Regions from separate parts of the Arabidopsis thaliana genome. Here region 1 is linked to region 2. A link is a contact called in public capture Hi-C data. All regions are on one chromosome and are shown on one strand. The core of a region is the stretch at or near the end of the contact, and the rest is flanking DNA. Distances in the headings are between cores, read along the strand shown. Region 1 holds the start of AT3G30580. Region 2 holds the start of AT3G30460 (RING/U-box superfamily protein).

Region 1 (7,260 bases), core at 3,880-6,379, 64 kb before region 2:
TATCGGTTAGTAGGTGCTAACATGGTTTCAAAATACAAGATCAAAGCATTAAGTTCAAATTCGATTCTAGTCCATAAGTCCCTATCACTCTGCGGGTGTGCAATAGTTATAGTTCTTTATTCAGTTGACCTAGTTCAAGTATTCATATGAGATTTTGCCAAAAAATGAAATACCTAAGGTCAAGTATTAGGTGGCGTTCCGGACATACAAGCATTAAGATTAAACTCAACTAGAAAGAATAGTGTAAACGATCAAACAAAACTATAGAAACCGCCAACCTAAATCAGATCTAAAGTCCCCATGAATACCCTTCGAAACCCCCCTAAAACCTAACTAGAGATATACTCACACATACTCAAAGAACAAAACATCATATAAATAAGAAATTGCATAAAAAAGAGTATGGGTATAGAAAAGGGTTTAGAGATCTTCTCTGGAAATTCAAACCTTGAAAACTCTTCTTCCTTTTACAAGTAGAGAATAGAGAATTGAAGAGAAAAGAGAGATCTAATGAAGAACAAGAGAAGGGCGACTTGGAGGCGGTGAGAGGCACAGGAGGCAGCCTATTTTGTGGGTGCCTCTAGGGTTTCCCCTAGACTTTGTATTTATAGGGCTTCATTAGGTCAAAAGGGTAGAAGCGTCATTCTGTAGATTAGTACGTGATGGGCCAAGTTCCTGGGCTTTTAGGGTTGATGGAAGTCGGCGGCAAGAGGAAGGGAAGGAGTGGTTGTGCGCCCTAGAGGTCGGTGGAAGACTTGAGGGGACGCCCGGGTTCAAGTCTCTTTGGTCGGCGGTTTTAAATTGATCATTTCCAAAACCGCGATTCTAGGACATATCTTCACTCTTCAAGCCATAACTTCTGAACGGATTCATGGATTGCTACGATTCGACTTCGACTTTAATCTTGACTCTTCTAGCTTTCCAATGACGCCGAGATACCCTTATGCCGAGATAGGGAAGACTTTGTCCGGATGTCAAACATCTGAGGCACATAAACTGTTCTGAAACGGATTTTGGTTGACTTCTGATAAGGTTCAAATTACCTAAAACTACTCTCTCAAATAAGAGATCAATTGCAGTATTTTAGGATCGAATTCACAGAGTTCTTTTGTTCAAACAGTGAGTTAAATGTCGAGATTAAGCTAGCAGGTGATGATTGAAATAGTAAGAAAACAAAGTAAGAAAAAGCAGGATGATTGTGTTGTAAACGATTAAATAAAGAGCTAGGAACAGGGTATTCTTAGGAAACTATTGGTTAGTAGATCTAATGAAAGCTAGGTTGTTATCGAACCATTCTTAAACTCAAACTCTAATTATGGAATAACCGGTGGCGTTCCGCGAAACTCCCTATATCTATAGCCAAGAATAACCGGAGAAGCCGAGAAATTATTAACCTAAATATGCATTCTTAACGAGTTCGATTGTTCACCTTAGTAGATAGGCCGATTCTTATTACACACCTATAAACCAGGCTCATCAAATAATAGATCCAACTACAGATACATATGGCAGGCATATATATTGTCTGGAATCAAGATCTAGTTAATTACTCTAGATCTAGCATTAAGCATAATTAAAGATGAAGAATTCTATAGATAACCTAGCAAAGGGGCAATCTATTAAACCATATGAATCCCTAATGAGAAATCCTATTCCTAACAAGCAGATTACTTAGACATATTGATTGAAGCAAACAACATATTTGAGTATGAAAACATAATCTTATGCAAAAGCCGTCTCCACACCAATTCACTTATCGCATTGGAAGTAAATTTTGGATATGCTTCACACTTACAACATGACTGATGCAAAAGCCGTCTCCACACCAATGGCATCTTCTCCCAAGTTGACCCTTACAACATGCACTCTACTCTCCGATCCAAAAACCTTAGGAAGCTTGTAAGTAGTTTGCAATACCTCTCCTTTACAAGACTTGATATTGCCTATGCTCTCAATCGGTTATCCGGATTTATGCATCGACGAACGGAGGATCACTCGGAAACCGCAAAATGAATACTTCGATACCTGGTGGGTACCCCAATACATGGGATTTTCTAATCTAGAACAAATTCTCTCAATCTCCATGGTTTTCAGATGCTGACTAGGCAGGAAATCCAAAGATTGTGTCTCCACGGGCGCTTATATTATCTATCTTGGTAGAAACCTTATATCTTGTTCAGTTAAGAAACAAAATGGAGTCCCACGATTGTCTACGGAAGCTAAGTACTGTTCCGTCGCTAACACAGCTGCAAAAATAAGATGGATATGTAATCTACTCACTGAACTTGGGATTTCTACAATATCATAACCGGTCATGTACTGTGAAAATGTAGGCGCAACCTTTCTCTCTGCAAATCCGGTCTTTAGTTCAAAAATGATATACATTGCCATCGACATACATTTCATTTTGAACAAGTTCAACATGGTCTTCTATGAGTAGCTCATGTGAACACCAAAGACCAACTTGCGGATACACTAACAAAACCATTGACACGGCAACGGTTTCTTGAGCTGAGAGACAAGATTGAAGTAACATCAGACCCTCTATCTTGAGGGGGCATGTCACAGATACGATTAGATCATGCCTTCAATACCATCATATCTCCTCTTACCATCTATAGTTCTTTCTTTATCTAGTCTTCGTGTCTAAACTGTATATATAGATGTGTAAGTCTCATTGTAAGATATATGAAACACATTTATTAGACAATTGTAGCATCAATAAGTTTTGTTCTCTAAATTCGTTAATTCAATTCAAAATAGTTTGTATGTAGAAGCATCCTCATTTTAAGAATTGGAAGAGTAATAAAAAATAATAGCAGATGAGTAATTTAATTTAAGTTCATTACTTAGAAAACTACCTTATTAGTGGATAAAGTATCTAAACTTTAAATTACACTTGGCTCTTTTGCATCATGTTTTTGCATAAGTAAATAAATTTCACTTTATTAAGCCAACTAACCATTTCATTAATGATATAGCCGGGTTGTGGCCCATATCCACTCTTCTGATCATGAGATTAATCTTGTTGCCCTTTTTAAAAGAACTAAATAGACACATCTAGTATCAAAGTCAGTAAAACAAGCTCATCACAATGAAATTTTTGATGTAGAGGAAAATTCTGAAATATAGAGACTAAACAAAGGAATTTCATAAGATGGAGGTGCGAAGTGATGACGCATATCTTTTTGGTATAATAGTTTGTGTCCTCTAGGACAGCTATATTTGATCATGGGTGAGCGTGGGTGTATTACCTTGGGGATTCAGTCTAATGTTACTATTGTGAATGTTGATTGTTGGGTACAAACCAATGTCTTATATCGGAAGTTAAAAAAAGAAATTTTTAATATATAAGCCAACTCCAACTTCAACTAGTATGAGGTTTTTAAAGAAAGAGTCCAATAATAATTTGTGGAGTTGAACATGTAAGTCCAAAGAGGATATCATCATATTAAAAAGGGAGTTAGAAAAGACCCAATACTTATTAGGATCACTGCCGAAGACGGTACTGAATTGTTGTGTTATACATAATAGAAGCTGAGATTGAACGATGCACGAGTTGTTTAGTTTGCATCGAGGAAAATTTTGCTATGTGGTAAAGCTCTAATGAAAATTCAAAGGAACTTGAGTTGGATAAATTTTAAATTTATTAAATATATGTATATATACAACATGACAATAGTTTAGGACTTTAGGCGATATTCACATCAAAGTAAAACGAATTAACATTGAACTCATCGAAGTTAAAATTCCACTTCGCATATAATGTCCATAAATTTACAAATTGATCAAAACGTGTGCTTCTCTCCTTGGCGAGACGAATTTGTGTTCTACCCGGTAAACCTATAATCATTTACAAAGATTGTGCTGTAGTGTTTAACTATCTTCAATTGTGTTTCTTTAGCTTTATGTGACCTCATGTCTTTATAAAAACTAATCTCAATTGTTCGATTTAGGTATTGTCATTTACACAAACACTCATTAATTTTTATTTTTATTCTGTCATGAGATATTATTTAAGGCTCAGACAAGCTAAAAATACGGAAAAATGTTTACATAAGTAACATGTAGCGGTTCAACATGATTTTTTCGTGCCAAATAATCCACCTTGACATTTGCAGTACAAGATATTAAAGATAAAGAAAATATAGTGAATTTTTTCTTGTCGATCAAAAACTCCTCCAAATATGTTGAAAACGCTGACCATTCGGTTAGGGAATACACCATTTTCACCAGGTCTGTGAAGAATTCATCTAAAACCCAGCGAAGAAATTTTATTAAATATTAATCATGAACTATAAATATAATTTGCAAAGATAGAACAATGCAATTCCAGAAAATAAAACAAAAGTCCTTATAAGAAAAATTAAGATATACTTGTTTGATAATTTAAAGAAAGAACCACTTTTAATTTTGCATTCCCCCATAATTTAAAGAAAAAAACACCCATTGTTCCACTAAAACGGTTTTGAGAGCATATGATATAAAACACTTCTCCACAAAAATATGATATAAATATTTTATCAAACTTATCAATAATTGGTTATACACTATATATACGAATCTGATGAGAATAAAAAGAGAAAAATAAGAGGGGGCATGCATGATCCTAACATGTTCGACAACATGGTTTGATTTGAATCAAACATCCAATCTCCATAAAGATGCATGCGTGTTTGGTTTCATTACAGAGAATTCTTAGTGTAAAGATACATTTCCCTCATGCCACAATGTGAACTTAAACCACTTCACTTTCTCTAACCGAAACACATTAATTATATTAATTAGCATTTATTTTTCAACATGCTCACACTATTACGAAGACTAAGACTACACATAAATCATAACTTATAGAAGACAAACCCTTTTTCATAAAAAACAGCTATTCTTCTTCGAGTTATGTCGGAAATAACTTTATACGTTAGACATAAGCTGTCCTTAGCGTATTAAACAAATGAAAACACACGAGTCTTCTTCCACGCACATGCAATTACATATTATTTATGGGACACTTATATATACATTCCATTATACAAGCAAAAACACTACAACTTAAACTCTCTCTCTCTCTCTCACTCTCTCTCTCTCTCTCTCTCTCTCTCTCTCTCTCTCTCTCTCTCTCTCTCTCTCTCAAGATTAGGGTTCTTGAGTCATCCATGGAGAGAGAAGAATGTAGCAGCAGCGAGTCCGGATGGACCACGTATATTTCTTCGCGTATGGAGGAAGAAGAGGAAGAGGTGATTGATGAGGTCTATTATGAAGGGCATATCATCGAAAAAGATCGTAGAAAATATGCGAATGAATACGAAATCAACAAAGACAGCGATGATTCGATGGCTTCCGATGCTTCTTCCGGGCCAAGTTATCACCAAACGAGCAATAGAGGTAAACGTAGAGAAGGTCTCGCTCTAAGGAATGGGAAAGGTGAAAGTAATGATGTTTATAGTCATCGTATAGATGATAAGAATATTGGTAATCTTATATCTAGGAAAAAAGAGAAGAAAAAGAGTGAAAACAAGAGTAGGTCTCATAAAAAGAAGTAATTTTTTGAAGTTGATTGTATATGTTGGATTTGATTATAGTTTTCTTTCCTTTTTGTGTTGAGGTTTTTTTATGCCTCGAGCAAAGGGTGTTTGATTATTTTAATGGTTTTGTTTTTCAACATGAAGATTAACATATGTATTTTTCTCTAATTATGTTCTCGATTATTATTGTCCATCTATAAGAAATCATTTCCCATTATCTACTTAGCTACATGCATGCTTCGGTGATTATTGGCATACTAAAACTATGTTTACATTAAAAACTTTTTTATTTAAGTTACGTTGGACGCTACTCTCATACCACTGTAAAAATAGGAAATGAATTCCGTACAGAAGAAATTCATTACAACAAAAAAGGAAGAATTTATTCATATAAAGTTTGAGTTCAAACAAAAAACCACGCTTGGGAAAGGTTGATTTTACTAATTGCACATCAATGAGTGGTTTCTTTTATTATTATTATTAGTATTTTCTTAAACTTGAACGATTTATGTATTGTATGCTTGGATTTTTGTGGTTATATAAAAAGAAATGTACTACTGAATGCTGTCATGAATCAAAGTGGTGTAAATGAAAATAGGTCTATCATGGCATGTGTGATGACTGATGAAACGTCTCCTTCGAGACAACTTCTCCATTATTGGTCACATTGTGATTTTCAATGTGTTTGATCAAATTGTCTTAAAATTTTATGATGAAATTGTTTTGTTTGTTTGTTTATTTTGGCTGTAAAGAGGGAAATGGATCAGACACACATGACAGCAACATGGGAACTCTTTCACAGAAAATAATTAGTTTTTGTTTGAATTTTCACAATTTTGTTGGTTTTTGCTTATCTGCAAGAAATAACGTAGATAAATTACTCACACCCATAATTCTAATATACATTTTCATATATCATGTACAACCTAGATATTAAAAGTATTAAGTGGTGTAACAAATTTGAAGTATTTTATTTATATCCAGATAATTGTCGTATATGAAGGCCCAAAACAGTTCTCCGAGCAAGTTCGTTTGAGATATAACCGAAAAGCAGAACACAAAAGGTTTTAAAAGTTAAGCCCATGGACCTTGTATTAATTCTCTAACGATGTCTCGTTTAGTCGTTTTGCTGGTTTGTCTTTTCCACTTACGCATGGACTAGATGAAAAACGACAAACCAGCAAGATTTGTTAGTGACTAATCCAAAACGGAAAAGTAAATATTGAAATGAAAGCTTTACCAAAAAATTCCCATATAATCAAAGATTAGTGAGTTCTTTACAGACTAGATGCCCTAAATTAATGTGAGTTAAGCTTATTTTGTTTAAAAGTTTAAAAACTTTATGCAAATTATATTTTATCAAACATGCATATTAATATTTTTTTCTTGTCGTTTTTCCTTTTTTCTCTTCTCTCCGTGTTTAGATTTTATATAAAGTAATTTGATATAGACAATGACCAAGGTAAAATCGAGGTAGAGATCAAATTATGCTGAACGAACTGGCAAACAGGTCGGTTTTAAATGGTAGACCGCCTAAATGAAAGAATAACATTTAACCTAAACATAAATGCTTCACAAAAGGAAGCTCTTAGTGATTTTGATCATGTCCTCAAAGCACTTAGGGGGATGTATTCAAATTAGAATTTAAAGTGATTTGAGTTTTCTTGAGTTTTTAAATGATTTGGATGATTTTAAGGAAGTTTATATAATTTTTGTAAAATCCATTCAAATTTCA
Region 2 (7,701 bases), core at 3,967-6,466:
GTTTGCTAACAAATAGTAAAGAAAGTTAATATAAACAAATAGTGTAAGCATGTCGTATTTATCAACTTAGTAATGTATAAAAGGCCATACCATTCGGGACTTGTCAAATAAGCCTTAAGCTTCTACAGTTTGGCCGGATTAACGGTGCAAGAGGATCATAGATTGCTCGTGAAGGCAGACAACCCTTTCTCATTCAGCTCAGCCTGTTGTCTCCAATAACTGGAAAAGTGTGAGTGGGCATAGCTTCGGGGTTAATCAATGAGCTCCCATCCGGGACCAGCTTAACAGTTTTGAGCCGAATTTCTTTTAAACTCTTTAGCCTCTCGGTTTCCTCCTCATCTTCATCAGATTCAAGAAGCATTTCATTATACTCGGATACAACCTTATCCGTGACATCCGAATCTTCCTCAGCTTTTTCCTTAGCTTCAATAGATGGTTTTGGTTTCTTTATTGTAATCTTTGGCACAGTAGGAGGCACCTTTTTAGGCTGCTGCGAAGGCTTTCTTCCTCTTCTCCCTGGCGGTTTCTGGATTAGCTCATTTAATGTTTTCTCCTTTTTTTGCTTTGGCACATTTGGGGATTGTGGCTTCCTAGAGCGTAAACGGCGGTTGAGAGGAGAAACAGTCTCAACGAAATCAAAATCAGACACAATGGAGACCTTATCAAATTCTCCTTCAAGATTCCTACTTACCCCAACATCAGCTTGTTTCGACTACATAAACGTAACGAAAACTCAGGCGTTAAATAATGAAAACTCATACCTATGTATAAATATAACTCAGTCATAACTAACTAAACTCAGCCGTATCATAATCATATACCTCAGCCATAACTAACTAAACTCAGCCGTATCATATTCATATAACTCAGCCATGACTAATTAAATTTATAACTCAGCCGTGTAATATTCATATAACTCAGCCATAACTAACTAAATTTATAACATGAAAACAACTCAGCCATAACTAACAAACGTTTATAACTCAGCCGTAAAATATTTAGATAAGTCAGCCGTAAAATATTCAGATAACTCAGCCGTATAATTCAGATAACTCAGCCATAACTAACTAAAAGTTATAACGCAGCCGAATAATATTCAGATAACTCGGTCATAACTAACTAAAAGTTTACCGGAGGAGGACTAGGAGTAGCAGATTGGTTATTTGTAGGTTTCTTTGGAACATCTGGTGTCTGTTGAGTTTGGGCCTTAGGATTGTCTTGCTGCGTTTGGGGCTGTGTTTTGGCTAAAAACATATCTCTAATATATATGCTTGATTTTGAGTCAGATATGGCCTTCAGCTACTCTTTAATCTGTTTGACATCGTTCTCAATCGATCCAAACCTTCCTTCAAACTTTGCTTCAACCCTCGATTCGATTTGACCTCCAATCACATCCAGACGGGAGAACATTTCTTTTATGCTAGTATCAACGGTGTCAAACCTTGAGTTTAAGGGAGAGATCAAGTTGGACACCACATCCACGAGCGACTGCTGTTCTCCCTGACCATCCTGCTCACGAGAATGAACATCCTCGTCCTCATCAGATTCGACAGCTACTTCCTTCTTCTTCTTCTTCTTCTTCTTTTCTGCATCTTTCTCACGAGAATGAACATCCTCACTGTGAGAGACCTTCTGCTTCTTTGCGGGAGTTTCAGACACCTCCTCTTCTTTATCTTTTACGAGTTTCTTCTTCTTCTCACTCGTCTTCACATCCCAATAACCTTTAACAAGCTTAAGCTCGTGTAAGTCTTGGATCAAGTTATCCAGTGCTGGGTCTTCTAATTAGTCTGGCCAAGAATGAAACAGCTCGCTTAACTCAGCCTTTTCAACCATTGTACGAACACGCAGCTACAACACAAGAGATAATAAAACCCATCAGTATGTTTAACTCAGCCATCACTTAAGATAACTCAGTCGTCACTTAAGCTAACTCAGCCATTACAGAACATATCTCAGTCGTCACTTAATATAACTCAACCATTATAGAACATAACTCGGTCATCACATAACATATTTGCCAAAAAAAAAAGAGAACATAACTCAGCCTTCACAGAAAATAACTCAGCCTTCACATAACATACTTGACAAAAAAACAAAACATTAACTCAGCCGTAACATAAATATTTGATAAAAAACAGAACATAACAGAGCCGAAACCGTACCTCACCATCATTCGCTTTGATATCTTCAGCAATGGCCGATTCTATAGTTGCACGGGTACGGCTGCCACCCCATCTAAGCAACGGAATCTCATCCGCTTTAACAACGTTCCCAAAACGCTCGGCGATGGTGATGATTGAATCATACGCCCAAGCCTGCAACACGAAAACCAGACCACTGATGGTGTACGTCTTGCCAATATGCCTCAACAACTTTATAGAAACGACAAGGGCTTCAAATGCTTCCCGACCCCATGGATAAGTCTTCATGGCTTCGTCATCGAAAACTCTTTTGGCACTCTCAAATGGTATCCTAGAGTTAGTATGCAAGCCAAAAAGTCCAATGGATAGAAGAGTCAATAAGCCAAACCATCTACGCTTTTCATGAGGCCAAGCTCTGCACATTACTAAGCCCTGCCTAAGTTCATCTAGATTAGGACCTTCACCGGTTGGCACACGCAATTCCCTGAAGAACACTTTGTAGTCAGCTTCAGGCCCAAACTTTTCTGTAGGCAGTTGATCTATATTTAAACCCATGATATGATGAAATTCGTTCAATCCAAACCGGATGGGTTTACCAGCCAGGATACACCAAAGCTCCTTCTTCAGTATTCTCAGCTGTCTGCATAGTAGATAATGTACGGTCTTACCAGACCATAGAAAATGACTATCAACAAGCTTAGCAATTAATCCAGGCTCTGTCTCTTTCAGTTCTGCCCATATATCTTTTCCTATTGATTCTCTAATTGCAGGGAACTCTCCCAGCTTTATGTTGTGATTAATGCCTTTACCCTCCAGATTAGAATCCTCCTCTTGGTAAAGTCTTGGAGGGTACTCCCTTGCTTGGTCTTCAGACATTTATATAACCATAAATCAGCCGTAAGCATTCCATAACTCAGCCATAACATAAAACAAACTCATCCACAGATACCATAACTCAGGCAAAACATAAATCTAACTCAGGCATAGATAACATAACTGTGTCATAACATAAACCAATCTCAGCCACACATAACATAACTCAGCCATAAGATAAATCTAACTCAGCCATATCTTAACAGAAACTCAGTCAAACCATAACATAACAACAACTCAGTTAAAACATAAACCAGACTCAGCTATATCAAAACAGAAACTCAGCCATAACATAAACAAACTCAGCCGTCATATAAAAGAAACTCAGTCATCGATGTAAGGTTAAACCATAACTCAGTCACAACATAAAACAAACTCAGACACGGATGAATTGATAAATCATAAATCAGTCGGAAAACAAACAGTAACTCAGCCGTCAAATCAAATAGATCTAAGAAATCAGCCACCATATGTCAATCAACGACGACGTTAAAACCCAGCTTTAAAAACCATCGTTACGCATCGGAAAACGATTTTAGTGACGGGAATCACTTGCGATTGAACTTAGATGTCTGAGTCTTACTTAATAGAAACATACTCACCGGAACTTAGATGTCGGATGTGCCTTCGCACTTACGGAAATGCGACTCCGGCGTCTGAATTTCGGCCGGAACAGACGAGAAAATAGCAAAACGGCGAAAGAGAACGATTTCGTTCCGTCGAGAGAGAAAGAGGAAGAAAGCGACAGTTTTTTTTTTTTTGGGAGATGATGAACAGTAACGCCAAGAAAAAGAAACCCGAACGTTATGCGGTTTGGAGATGATTAATGACGTGGATTATGGTAATGACATGTATAATCACTGTTTTTTCATTTAATTTTTAGTTAAAAACGAATTAAATAATAATAATTAATTAAAACTAATTAGGGGTATTAATTATAATTACACAATTACTGAAAACATCTAAATAATAAAAAAAAGATGTGTTCTATTCTAGGAATAAACATACAAATGTTTTCAATCTTAGGAATTATTTCTTTTATAAATTGCCCAAAACTTCTTTATAGAAACTAAATCCAACGGGAAAAAGATCGGAAATTTCCTTCTTCTATTTATTAACGTTGTTGTACTAAAGGTTGAATTGATAACAAACTCAAGATGAGAAATAACAAGAACAAGTTGAGAAGGATTCAAATTTGTTAAATAAAATTGGGCATTGGGCTTGATGACCTTTCCTCTGAAATCGATAATGGGCATTATCCGAGCCGGACGGACATCAAGTACAAAGCCCAACACCATTAATCTCTTTCAGCTGTACAGAAAAACTCCAGCCCTATCCAAGTTATTGTGATTGGTTGAGTTGGGAATTAGTTGCGAGTTGCGACTCTTTGTTGAACAAAGAAACATAAGACATAAGGAAAAGCAATAATAGTCTGACTTAATTAAGACAATATAAGAATTGAGTAATCTAATAGTGGTGACATATAGATTGAAGAAACCTATGCAAAAGATAGACTATAATTGACAAGGAACCTATACACATATTCAAGAAAACAAAACCTAGATACAGTAGTTACTAATTAACAATAATATTTACCAAAAATAAAACTCTTAGGCTCCGGATACAGTTTGGTCGGAACAATAAGAAAATACTACATGCACAATCTCAACCGTGGTTGGGTAATTCCACGTTATGACGACAAAGCGGACAAGTGTTCCGATTACTCAACCAATTCGAGATACACTCTTTATGGTAATAATGCCGACAAGGAAGCTCTGAGAGCCTCTCATTAGCAGCAAGCTCCTCTCTACATATAGCACAAACCACTAAACCTCTCTCCATCATTTCCTCAGCCGTAAACTCCACCACCGGAAGTTCCTCCCCTGCGTTAAGCCACCGCGTACAAGAGGATGAATTACCGAGAACTAGACCAAAGATTTCATCGTAAGATCCAAACGTGTTGACTCCATGATTGCTCCGTGAATCCAAGTAGTGGAGGTAACGGAGGTATTCGTCGTCAATTAATGTAGTGTCTGCTTCGAAATCTTCTTCGGTCGGAGTTTGGTCTGGTTCGGTGAGGTTTAGAGGAAGATGAAACTCCTCAGCCATTGATTTTTTTTTCCTTTTTCTTTTTGGGTGTAGATGATGATTGTACGAGAATGTGAAGATTGGGTTTTCGAGTATAAGAGAATATTTCGGCTCATATGATCCTTGCATGAGGACAAGATTTGAACACATGTCTTACGAGTGTGTCTCTTTTGTGGCCACGTCATAGAACTATTATAGCACCGACATATCAATAAAACAAAAAAAAATTCACAATTTTAAAAACCGGAATTAAAAAAATCAAAATTTTAGACAACGGTAATAAGAACGGTACATAATTAGAAAATTATATTTTAGAAAAAAAGTAAAAGAGAATGATAAAAGATAAAAATCTCTCTTGTAAAAATATTGGAATATTGTTAGAATATTATATATTTTTTACAATTACTTATATGTTTTGTGTTATTGTGTAATTATAATTAATACTTTTAGTTAGATTTTTTTTAATTAAGATTTTTTTATTATTTTTTTAATTAAAAATAATTAAGGAAATTATATTAATCTATGTCATTAAAAAAAAAAGCCACGTCATTAACGTTATTAAGAAGAACTTTTTGGTTTTCCTCTCTATTATTGTTTTGCAACAAATTTACATGCCACGGCTGAGTTATAATGGTTCACGGAAAACGAAAGATCGAGTAAATCTACTTATTACGACTTAGCTGTTACGATTAGACATATTGTTCATAGCCTTGTTCAAGAACATCTAGCTCAACTTTAACTGATGGCTCAACTCATTCAATCTATAGTCATCGAGTACCAACTTCACAAGCTTGTTGTGCGTTGTTTTCGCATCTATTTGCATAACTCTACACTCTTTATTGTTAGTGTTAAATACAAATTCTTTACTTCATTACCAACAATTACCGTAATCGAATCAATCATATTAGGAGAAAGATGAAAGAAAATGAAGAAGAATGAGGAAGACGATGACGAATTAGAAGTTCCGGTAATGTGAAAAACTCAAGTTAAGAAGACGAATTAAAAAAGGCGTTTCGTATTTTCTTTGATGATGATGACATAAAATGTTGCATCCGACGTTATTTTTTAATTGATGAAGTGGCAAGTAAGCCACCAAACGAACTTGCATAAATAAATCAGCCATCAAACAAAGCTATAAGTCAGTCGCAACATGTCGTTTAATGTCAAAGCTACAGTAATTAAAAAAACAAAAACACGGCAAGTTAATTTAGCCGTTTAATGTCGTAACTCAACAGAAATTTTTTAACTCAGTCGTTTCGTTTTATATGTCGGCCGTAATTGCATGATATTATAATAATTAATCTTTCACTATTAAGTCAGTCGTAACTAGGCTGAGTTATCCGTTAATTCAGCTCATAACGGCTGATTTATGACACTCGAACATAAATTAGCCGTAACGATATCCCACATCTAAATCGTCTTTGATAACTCAGCCAGCCATAAAAAGTTGACTCAGCTGTGTCGAGGGAATAACTTAGCCAAAATTTTGACCAATCAACCATAGGGTAAAAACTCTGCCGTAACTTAGGTTGGGTTATGCTCAAATTCTCATAACTCAGCAAATCTCATTAAGTCAGTCATAACGTAAGCTGAATTATTTCATAACTCAGAAAAATTTCATTAAGTCAGCCATGACTCGAGAGAGAGTTGTACTATAAGTCAGCCGTTTTCTCATAACTCAACCATTTTTTCTTAAATCAGTCGCACCATACCGTAGCTCAGCCATCACTGCCGTTGTAGCGCTTTACGGCTAAGTTCATTGATGTAGGTCAAATTTCCTTAAGATCACTCATTAAATAAGAGATTGTAGTACTTACGGGTCGAATTCCAAAAAGTTCTCGGATCACGCAATAGACTATTGTTTATTAAATTAAACTAAACTAATAGATTACAAAATAAGAAACATAGAAAAGCAATAAATATCAAGATGTAAGTCAGATGGGAAAAAAGTCAGGTTTAGGGTATTCTCAGGAAATAGAGATTAGTAGATCTACTGATAGCTAGGTTGTTATCGAACCATTCTTAAACTCAAACTATAGTATCAGAATAACCGGTGGTGTTCCGTGAAATTAACTATGCTTGGAGCTAAGATTCCCGGTGGCGTGCAGTGAAACCCTATTCCTAAACATGCATGCTAAACGAGTTCGATAAGTTCACCTTAGTAGATAGACCGATTCTTATTACACACCTATTAACCAGGCTCATCAAATAATAGTTTTGATAATAGATACCTATGGCGGGTGTAATACCCCTCACTAAGACTACAAATTGACCGAGGGATGGCTATCGAAGAACCATCAGCCAATATAGAAGAGAATGATTGTTGGCGATGAGCCGAAGTATTCTAGGATACTTTCAAGAGTTTTGATCGAGGGGGTTAACTATTATTAGGCGAACCATGATAGTCCATCCGTCTGTTGTGCGTTGCGTGAAACTCCGTAACGTTATGGCTTACGAAGGTTTGGAGCAGGTCATGCCCGGGCAAGCGCTACATGACGATATAGTATTGAGGGATGTAATCTCTTTTAGACTGTCGTGGTTGTTCAATTTATTGCTTGTGAATCTTGTGTTATTGATTCTTTGAGATTGGGGGTTGGGT

What was found. Capture Hi-C pulls out chosen DNA fragments and counts their contacts.
Region 1: a contact with region 2 is called in a capture Hi-C map of seedling, with 2.8 times the contacts expected there. A contact is called at or near these places in 1 of 26 Hi-C or Micro-C datasets (callus) and 1 of 3 other capture datasets (seedling).

The regions. Positions count from the first base shown.
Region 1 is chr3:12,166,050-12,173,309 of TAIR10.1, reverse strand. It overlaps AT3G30580, which reads left to right and starts at 5,129. Exons shown (of 1, transcript NM_113959.2): 1 at 5,129-5,733. The coding sequence starts at 5,157. The coding sequence ends at 5,543. It also overlaps the pseudogene AT3G30582.
Region 2 is chr3:12,101,855-12,109,555 of TAIR10.1, reverse strand. It overlaps AT3G30460 (RING/U-box superfamily protein), which reads right to left and starts at 5,216. Exons shown (of 1, transcript NM_001339052.1): 1 at 4,445-5,216. The coding sequence starts at 5,123. The coding sequence ends at 4,680. It also overlaps the pseudogene AT3G30465.